Linked DNA regions of Sus scrofa: region 2 is linked to region 1. The links are chromatin contacts, called in public Hi-C maps. All regions are on one chromosome and are shown on one strand. The core of a region is the stretch at or near the end of the contact, and the rest is flanking DNA. Distances in the headings are between cores, read along the strand shown.

The links. A called contact is a pair of places that touch in the nucleus more often than the background predicts.
Region 2: a contact with region 1 is called in a Hi-C map of skeletal muscle, with 4 times the contacts expected there. The contact joins the enhancer-like site here to the promoter of BRWD3 in region 1. A contact is called at or near these places in 1 of 5 promoter capture datasets (liver), 5 of 47 Hi-C or Micro-C datasets (embryonic fibroblasts, heart right ventricle, liver and 1 more) and 1 of 2 datasets of contacts at active chromatin or transcription factors (alveolar macrophages).

What each region holds. Positions count from the first base shown.
Region 1 is chrX:64,402,025-64,406,200 of Sscrofa11.1, forward strand. It overlaps BRWD3 (bromodomain and WD repeat-containing protein 3), which reads right to left and starts at 1,865. Exons shown (of 41, transcript XM_021080763.1): 1 at 1,604-1,865; 2 at 1,419-1,477; 3 at 1,186-1,215; 4 at 722-781. The coding sequence starts at 1,634.
Region 2 is chrX:64,549,039-64,553,214 of Sscrofa11.1, forward strand. It overlaps HMGN5 (high mobility group nucleosome-binding domain-containing protein 5), which reads right to left. Exons shown (of 7, transcript XM_021080700.1): 2 at 2,551-2,686; 3 at 759-788. The coding sequence starts at 2,565. Among named protein-coding and RNA genes, the nearest start is that of HMGN5, 66 kb to the right of the region's middle. Within about 2 kb of position 2,258, at least 25 of the 83 cell types and tissues checked have an H3K27ac peak or open chromatin away from gene starts, as enhancers often do. A contact at or near this core is called in alveolar macrophages and skeletal muscle, where this site is marked.

The sequences.
Region 1 (4,176 bases), core at 615-3,114:
AAAAGGTCATAATGCATAGTTATTACTAGTGAAATTTTAACTGCACAAATGCGATTTAATAATGATTTGATGATCTATTTTCTAAAATCTGATATACAACGATTACGCTTGTATTACATAGCTGATTGTCTAAACCTGGCAATTTTTGGAATTAGCTCGACGCTCCCTATTATTTTAATTGTGTCCTTTCTCCCTAGTCCTAGGTCCGTCAACTCCCCTCCAGAACCCCCCTCCTCCCGTGCCGCTCCCCCCACTCCCCCCCAAAAAAAAAAAAAAAGACTAAGCCTGGCCACAGTTCCCGTATTTCAATCCAGGACCAACCAGAAACCAGTTTTCTTCCACTAATCCGGAACTCCGGGCTGTTACCAACGCTGTCATTGGCCAGCGTCAGTCCTTGGTACGTGCCCCAAGATAACCCCCTGGTTTCTCTCCCTTTTCCCCCTACAATGGGCCTTTCCCGATGTTTGTAACATATTCATAATCCACAATACAGCATCTCTGATAACCAGCTCACATTCTTCAAAGTTTTCGGGTGGAAACAAACAAGGCCAAGGGTACCCTTTCTCAGACTCGCCGGGAGGGGGGAAGGGGGCAGTTCTTCAGTTTAGCACAGAGATCACTAGAGCCCTGCTGGTAGAGGGGTCGGGGGCGGGTTGGGGGAACAAGGTGGGGAGGGAGTGGAGAAAGAGTTGGGTTAAGTTGAAATGAAAACTTTACTCACCAGATCCTCGAAGCTTCTTCGGTGCTCTCTCCCCTCCCAGTCTAAGCGGCGCGGAATAAGCTGGGGACCGGAGAAAAGAAAGGGGGAGGGTGGTGGCCAACGATAAAGGCCAAGCCTCTGCTCCCCATCAACCGACCCAGCTTGAGTCCTGGTCCTCAACCCTTTAGCGTCTTTATTTTTCTTGGCCTGATAGCTGTTGTCTCAGAGCTAGAGTGTGGGGAAAGGAGGCTGGGGAGGAGAAAATCCTGAAAAACCACCTCCCACAGGCATAAAGAGGGGACCTGTTAAGACCCCTGCGATATCCGCCCCTTTGAGGAAAGAAACCGGTTCACCCCCGTTACCACAGCTAAGAGTGCCCAGATCCTAGCCTCCCTCCCGGCCCCTGCCCTCCGCCCCAGACCTGCCCTTCCTTTCCTCCAGTCTCACCCCAACCCTCCCCACTTCTTCCCGAAGGGGCTCCGTACCTGATGCTCCTCGAGCTCCTGCACTAGCACCTGAGTAAAAGGGAAACACGGATATGAGGAGCAGCTCAGGCCAACTCATTCCTTCCTCCCTCCCCAGTTCGAACCCAGCTGCTGACCGTAGGGCTAGTCAAGGACGGCCTTTCCCTCACCCACAGCGGAACCGTACTCCCCGCTGACATGATTTCCCCTTTGGGACCGTTCCTCAAGACTCTAGATCTCCTTCCCCTGCTCACCTGGGCAGATTTGTTGCAGGGTCCGGACTGCAAGAATCTAGCGATCAGGTAATACAGCTCTGAAGAAGAGGGGGAAAAAGAGGTTGAGAAGGGGGCAAAGAAGAGAAATAGAAGCTTTTTCAAAAGAAACTGACAGTCGTCGCGCTAAGCCCCCATCCCCTTAGCCTCCGGACACAGCTACCCACCGGCTTCAATCTGGGTAGGTGCCGCCGCCATCCTTTTCCCGAGGGGTTTTGGGGGCTTCGTTCTGGAGGGGCTGGCGGGAGCGGGTGGGGGCGCTGCCTCTATTGTGGTGAAGCCCCCATGCCCAGGAGTCCCGCCGCTTCCGCCGCACTCCCCGTCCCAGTTTCGGTCTCTCTCGGATTCATCGCATCACGTTTCGACCCATAGATATTCTAGCCCAAGAGCTGAGGAGGCGGAGGAGGAAGGAGAGGGAGAGAGAGAAGAGGAGGGAGGAGCCGAAGTGGCGGAGGGGTGGGCGGGGGCAAAGGGGGTGGAGAGAGGGGAGGGTAAAAAATGTGAGAGGCCTGCAGAGTTCGTTGTTCGCCGCCAGAGGCACTGATGCACCCTCCAGTCTCCAGCTCTCTTAGAAGGCCGACGGTTGCCTAGCTACCACTCCAGGAAGGAAGGGGAGGTGCTAACTGACGGCTGACGCTCTGGCAGCCGCAGTAGAACTCGGTGGTGACGTTCCCTTCCGCGAACTCCAGAGTGGGTTGCCCTTCCTGTGAGGGTAGCCAGGCCCTTTCCTGTGGAGAACCTTACCGTCTGGCGTGGTGGTGAGGAATAGATGAGGAGCGGACTTGAATTAGCTGCTTGCTTCTATTTCCTCTCGGCACCGAAGAGGCTTTGGGTTTTTTGTCTGTCTTGCACCGAGAGGAGTCTAGCCGCTAAAGGATCTTGTGACTGAGAAAGAAAAAGGAGCCCCTACTTCGTTGTCTCTTGCTTCTCTTTAAGATGGTCTTTGTGGAGTTCCTTTGTGGCTCAGCAGGTTAAGGATCCGAGGTTGTCACTGCTGTTTTTCGGGTCACTGTTGTGGCGTGGGTTGATCCCTGGCCCCAGGAACTTACGCATGCCCCGGGTGCAGCCAAAAAAAAAAAAAAAAAAAATGATTTTTGTACCAGATGAAAATGCTGTGATACTTAGCAGTCCAGAGTGCAGGGTCCATATTGTTAAAGAAAAAGACCTGTTCTCAAAACGTCACCTGGAGTTCCTTCCCGCTGTGGTACAGTAAGTTAAGAATCCTGCTGCAGCAGCTCGGTTCTGCTGAGGTGCTGAAGCCAGATGGTGGGTACAAGGATCTGGAGTTGCCAGCAGCTGGCCCTAGAACTTGAAGAAGCCCCGCGGCGCAGCAGTTTTTTAAAAAGTCCCCTGGGGGAGTTCCCGTCGTGGCTCAGTGGTTGATGAATCCGACTGGAAACCATGGGGTTTTGGGTTCGATCCCTGGCCTTGCTCACTGGGTTAAGCATCCCGCGTTGCCATGAGCTGTGGTGTGGGTTACAGACGCGGCTCGGATTCCGCGTTGCTGTGACTCTGGCGTAGGCCAGGAGCTACAGCTCTGGTTAGACCCCTAGCCTGGGAACTTCCATGTGCCACGGGAGCGGCCCAAGAAAGACAAAATTAAAAAAAAAAAATCCCCTGGGGTGTACCCATCTAGCTCAGTGGTTGAAGAATAAAGAACCCCGCTAGTATCCATGAGGACACGGGTCGGATCCCTGGCCTTGCTCAGCGGGTTAAGGATCTGGCTTTGAGATGAGCTATGGTGTAGGTCGCAGACATGGCTGCCAGTGTTGCTGCGGCCATGGTGTAGGCTGGCAGCTGCAGCTCCAATTCAAACCCTAGCCTAGGAACTTTCATATGCCGTGGGGGTGCTGCCCTGAAAGCCAAAAAAAAAAAAAAAAAAAAATTTCAGGAGGAATTTTCAGTCAGATCAGACATGAAGCATATTATTTTTTCCCCTTCTGAATGTTTAACATGCCATATTTGTCCATTCTTATAGGAATTTTCAATTGTGTCCTCAAATACTGGCATAAACGTAAATAAGTATTTTATGTTAACCATGGGTTTTTATGTATTATTGCATATCTGTATGCAAGAGAGTTTTATGCAGGTGTGGGGCAACATGTTATTTAATATATAACTCCAAGCTTGGTATTGACTTTCAGTATTTGGTTACCGATAACTTAAGTGATTGAAGCATTTGTAGAGTAGTTGACACACATATAGTAAACATGCCCTACTTTCCCTTACTTAATACCTGTTCCCTCAAGCTCTGACCAAAAAAAAGTAATTCATAAAAGCTGAACCTGTTGAGACCAAAAATGTTTAAATTGCTTGTACATTTACATTCTGATTTGAAGATTCCCCTTTAAAGTTAGGGTTGGAGTTCCTGTCACCACAGTTACAGTGAGCTGTGGTTGTAGGCCGGGAGCTACAGCTCAGATTTGACCCCTAGCCTGGGAACATCCATATGCCCTGGGTGAGGCCCTAAAAAGACAAAAGACAAAAAAAAAAAAGTTATGGCTGGATTCTTAAGAATTTTATTTCCTTACTCAGAGCTCAGTCATTGACCATAGTGGGCCTAGAATTGCATTACATTGACATAAACTTAGCCTAGGTTGGTTAGCTCTCACTCTAGTCAACATTTTCCCCTCAGAAAAAATAACCACACATATTTGTGATATGATAGGTCTATCTTTGGTCATTATGCTATAGTACTTGATGAAACAAATGCCATCAACTGAAAAATATTAGATATTGA
Region 2 (4,176 bases), core at 1,008-3,507, 150 kb after region 1:
GGGAACCTCCACATGCCGTGGGAGCAGCCCAAGAAATAGCAAAAAAGATAAAAAAAAAAAAATACCATAGTAAAAATATGTTTTGATTTTCCTTTCCTCTGGACCCTTCATACAGCTAAGGAAAATAAAAACACAAATTTAAATTTCAGGAGTTCCCGTCGTGGCGCAGTGGTTAACGAATCCGACTAGGAACCATGAGGTTGCGGGTTCGATCCCTGCGCTTGCTCAGTGGGTTAACGATCCGGCGTTGCCGCGAGCTGTGGTGTAGGTTGCAGACGCGGCTCGGATCCCGCGTTGCTGTGGCTCTGGTGTAGGCCGGTGGCTACAGCTCCGATTGGACCCCTAGCCTGGGAACCTCCATATGCCGCGGGAGCGGCCCAAAGAAATAGCAAAAAAAAAGACAAAAAAAAAAAAAATTTAAATTTCAATTGCTAGGCTAAATGAACACAATGGACAGTAACGAGAGGTATATTTAGAAATGAAAATATAGCCCCTTCTTGAAAACTGAAAAAGTCATTCTTTAGCTTAAAAGAAAGATGCTCTCTCTAGATCTTAAGCACAAAAAGGTCCTAAGTTCGAAGAAGTCTGGAGTTTTCAATACTGAATATATTTCTGAGAGTGATCATTGGCATACCATATTGGTACTCATATGGTGCAAATATACTAACTAGCATTTAGTTTTTAACTGTTTATGTGTCTTAAGTTTATAAAACAAGGGATTTTTTTTTCAGGGAGATTCTAAAACTAAAGAAACTCACCTCCTGCTTCATATCACCTTGACCTGCAGCCTATACAAGGGAGAAAACCACAGAGAAATAAGATCATCGATATAAACATACAGATCTGAAAAAATTGCTTATGGATTACAGTTGCAACATAAAAGTTTATGACTTTTTCCTGGATTCCTGCTCAAGTAGCCACCTGTTACTGCTTAGTAGAATGCTACATACTGCTGTCTGCCAACGTGAAAATATTAGTAAGATGCAAATGAACTCTCGAGACATAAAATTATACAGCTGATAGCTCATTTCATCCTTTTGTGTAAATTGCATATCCTAAAAGCAAACTTTTTAAATTTTAAAATCCACGTGTTGTAGCCAGAGTTAAAGCTAAAAAGTGTGGGGGGGCGGGGAGAATGAAGGCGGAGCTTCATGCAATTTCCTTGTCTGTTTAGCCTTATGCTTGAGATGCAACTGTATTTATCTGACCCTCTCTCATGACTGGACTATTCTCTCCTCCAAGTTCTGCGTACAAGAACTACAATCCCCACAATGCCTTGAGGGGGGAAACCCTCTTTGTTACAACGTCAATGCGTTATTCAGAGAAGCCGGCTGAGGATTTTAAAACTTCCCGCCACTACCTGCAACAAGGTTGTTGTCAGCTCTGTAAAATATAACAAGACCCAATGCACAAGCCTAGAAAAGCACAGCGGCGGGAATCTCAGGAAGGGAGATGGTGATTAGAAACCATTTCTTTCCGTCTCCGAGCAGCCTTTTAGGCTGGGAATGATCAAGCTATTGCACAATCTATACAACCCCAGAGCACCTGAGAATTTCGGTCTTATTCCTATGTTCTAAAAATAGGGAAGGTGGACAGATAAACAGGAATAATACCAAAACAATCTTAATGCCTTACATTAACACAGTGTTTTACAATTTTATCAAGCAACGTTTTACAATTTTATCAAGCAAAGAAACAGCGATCGATTTCACTTCTAAGGGACCTCCCCCCAAAACAAACACCGAGCGCGAATTTATTTCCCATCCAAGGGAGGAGCCACGAATTTTTAAATGAGGGCTTGCAGAAGACTTGTAGCCCTTGAATAGCTCATATCAATTCTGCATGTCTAACGTGCACAAATCCTTGCTACACCAACATCAGCAATAGTTGACGGGACGCACGTCTATTATCGTTCTTCCACCTTTAGACAGTGAACTTGGAGAGTCCCAGATCTCTCAGCCTTAAAGTTGCTAATTACAGCGGTGGATCGCTCCCTTCTCTAGGACAGTTTGATGTCTGCGCCACCTAATGGCATAGGACTACCATTGCATAGCCATCTGGCATGACATGAAGTGGAGGAGGGAAAAAGAAGGAAAAAGAAAACGGGAAGAACAAAGGCAAATACGGGAGAAAGCCATGGCTTTCGTTTCGAGCCAGGATGGTTCCTGGAGAAAAGCTGGAGGCTGAGGAGGAAACTAGTGCCTGGAAGTGTGGTTGGGAGAAGTGTTCTCCAATAGGGTAAGCGGAGGAAGGGGGGTGGGGTAGGAAGCGACAGCAAAGCGCTATGGCTGTTAGTAATTCAGCATGGAGACACCTTTCAAGCAATTCTTTCCTTTACACAAAACAAGCCAAAAGTGAACTACTAGTTGCATGAGAGACCATCCTCAAACTTACACCAACCGTTCTTTGCCCTTCCCTTCTCTCCCCTTCCATTCAACACATCACAAAATCGAACTTGAAGCCAAAATGCTTCTTTAAAAAAATCCTCTGCTTATTAGGAAATATGTATTTCAGTCGCCTATCCCCTTTCTACCTTCCTATTTCACTTACCTTTCTTTTGGGCATTGTTGCAGCTCTCTATAGGAGATCTTAGTCGGCAGAAAAAAAGCCGAAAGCAGTCTCTACCCGACCGCTCGGAAAGCAACTGAGTTTTCAATGAACTAATTGCAGCACGACCTGTACTAGCCTAAAAAAAAAAAAAAAAAACCCTCGTTATTGGCAACATTAAACGCTCCCAAGACCCAACCAAGCTACGTGAATGGTTAGCTGGAGTGGGAGCAAGATCAGAGTGACAGGCTGTCAGACCAATAAGGGGAGGTGGCCAGTTCAGGGGGCGTGTCCCACGGACTTGCCCGAAGCCTTCTTATGCTGCCTGCTGGGACCACTGGTGGGGTAGAGGAGATTTTGGACTTAATAGAGGCAAAGTGCTGAAGCATAAAACTAGCAGGAAAGCCGGAATTGTTTTGATCGTTTTTTTTTTTCCCTTTTTTTGTCGTAATGACGGGCGAAAGTCACTGGACTTGCTTTCTCCACAGTCTCCAAAAACCCCACTTTACTTCTTCCTGGCGGGAAAGTGCTTTAGAGATATGATTGAGCCCAGGCTCTAGTCTTTGCCTTCTGCCTTTGACAGGAGGATGGAGATGAATTAAGTGGAGCACTCATTCAGAAAGTAGAAAAGAGTGGAGTTGTTTCTGAGGTTGTGAGAACTTTCCAACTTTCCGCCAAAGCACAATTGTGGTCCTGGCAGGATCAGGGTGTCAAAAGGGCTTGTCTACCCAAATGGAGAGTAGCAACAAAACTGGGAGCTTTGAGAACAGGAGGCACCTGAAGGTGAGGACACCTGATAGATACCATTTTCCCACTTGATGGGAGTCCATTAAGAATTCCATGGGGGAGTTCCCGTCGTGGCGCAGTGGTTAACGAATCCGACTAGGAACCATGAGGTTGCGGGTTCGATCCCTGCCCTTGCTCAGTGGGTTAACGATCTGGCGTTGCCGTGAGCTGTGGTGTAGGTTGCAGACGCGGCTCGGATCCCGCGTTGCTGTGGCTCTGGCGTAGGCCGGTGGCTATGGCTCCGATTCGACCCCTAGCCTGGGAACCTCCATATGCCGCAGGGGCGGCTCAAGAAATAGCAAACAGACAAAAAAAAAAAAAAAAAAAGAATTCCATGGGACCCCGTGTAAAGTTTGTAATAATAGAGGTCTATCCAGAGGAAAAGTGCTGATACAATGGATTATGAATCCAAAGGTGGCATTTAGTGAAGGAACTCAGGAAGGTACCATTCATTAAAGTGTTTAGGACTTAGAAACTGCACAAGCATAAAGCCATTAAAGCACTTACCTCTAGTGCAAATTTAAGGATGTACCCCAAACTCAGAAGATTTGGGGTGAGGCAATTGAGGTGAATCATGCAAATGCAGGGTAGGATCCTGTTTTTACTAAAAATTGATATTTTGTTCATCGCGAACTTTTTTTCATTAATTAGATCTTTCCTTTTTGGGGGGCGGGGGCACACCTGTGGCATATGGAAGTTCCCATGCTACCAGTGGAATAGGAGCTGCAGCTGCTGGCCTATGCCATAGTCATAGCAATGTGGGATCCAAGCCCAAGCTGTGACCTATGCCACAGCTCAGTCAATGCCAGATCCTTAACTCACTGAGCCAAGACAGGGATTGAA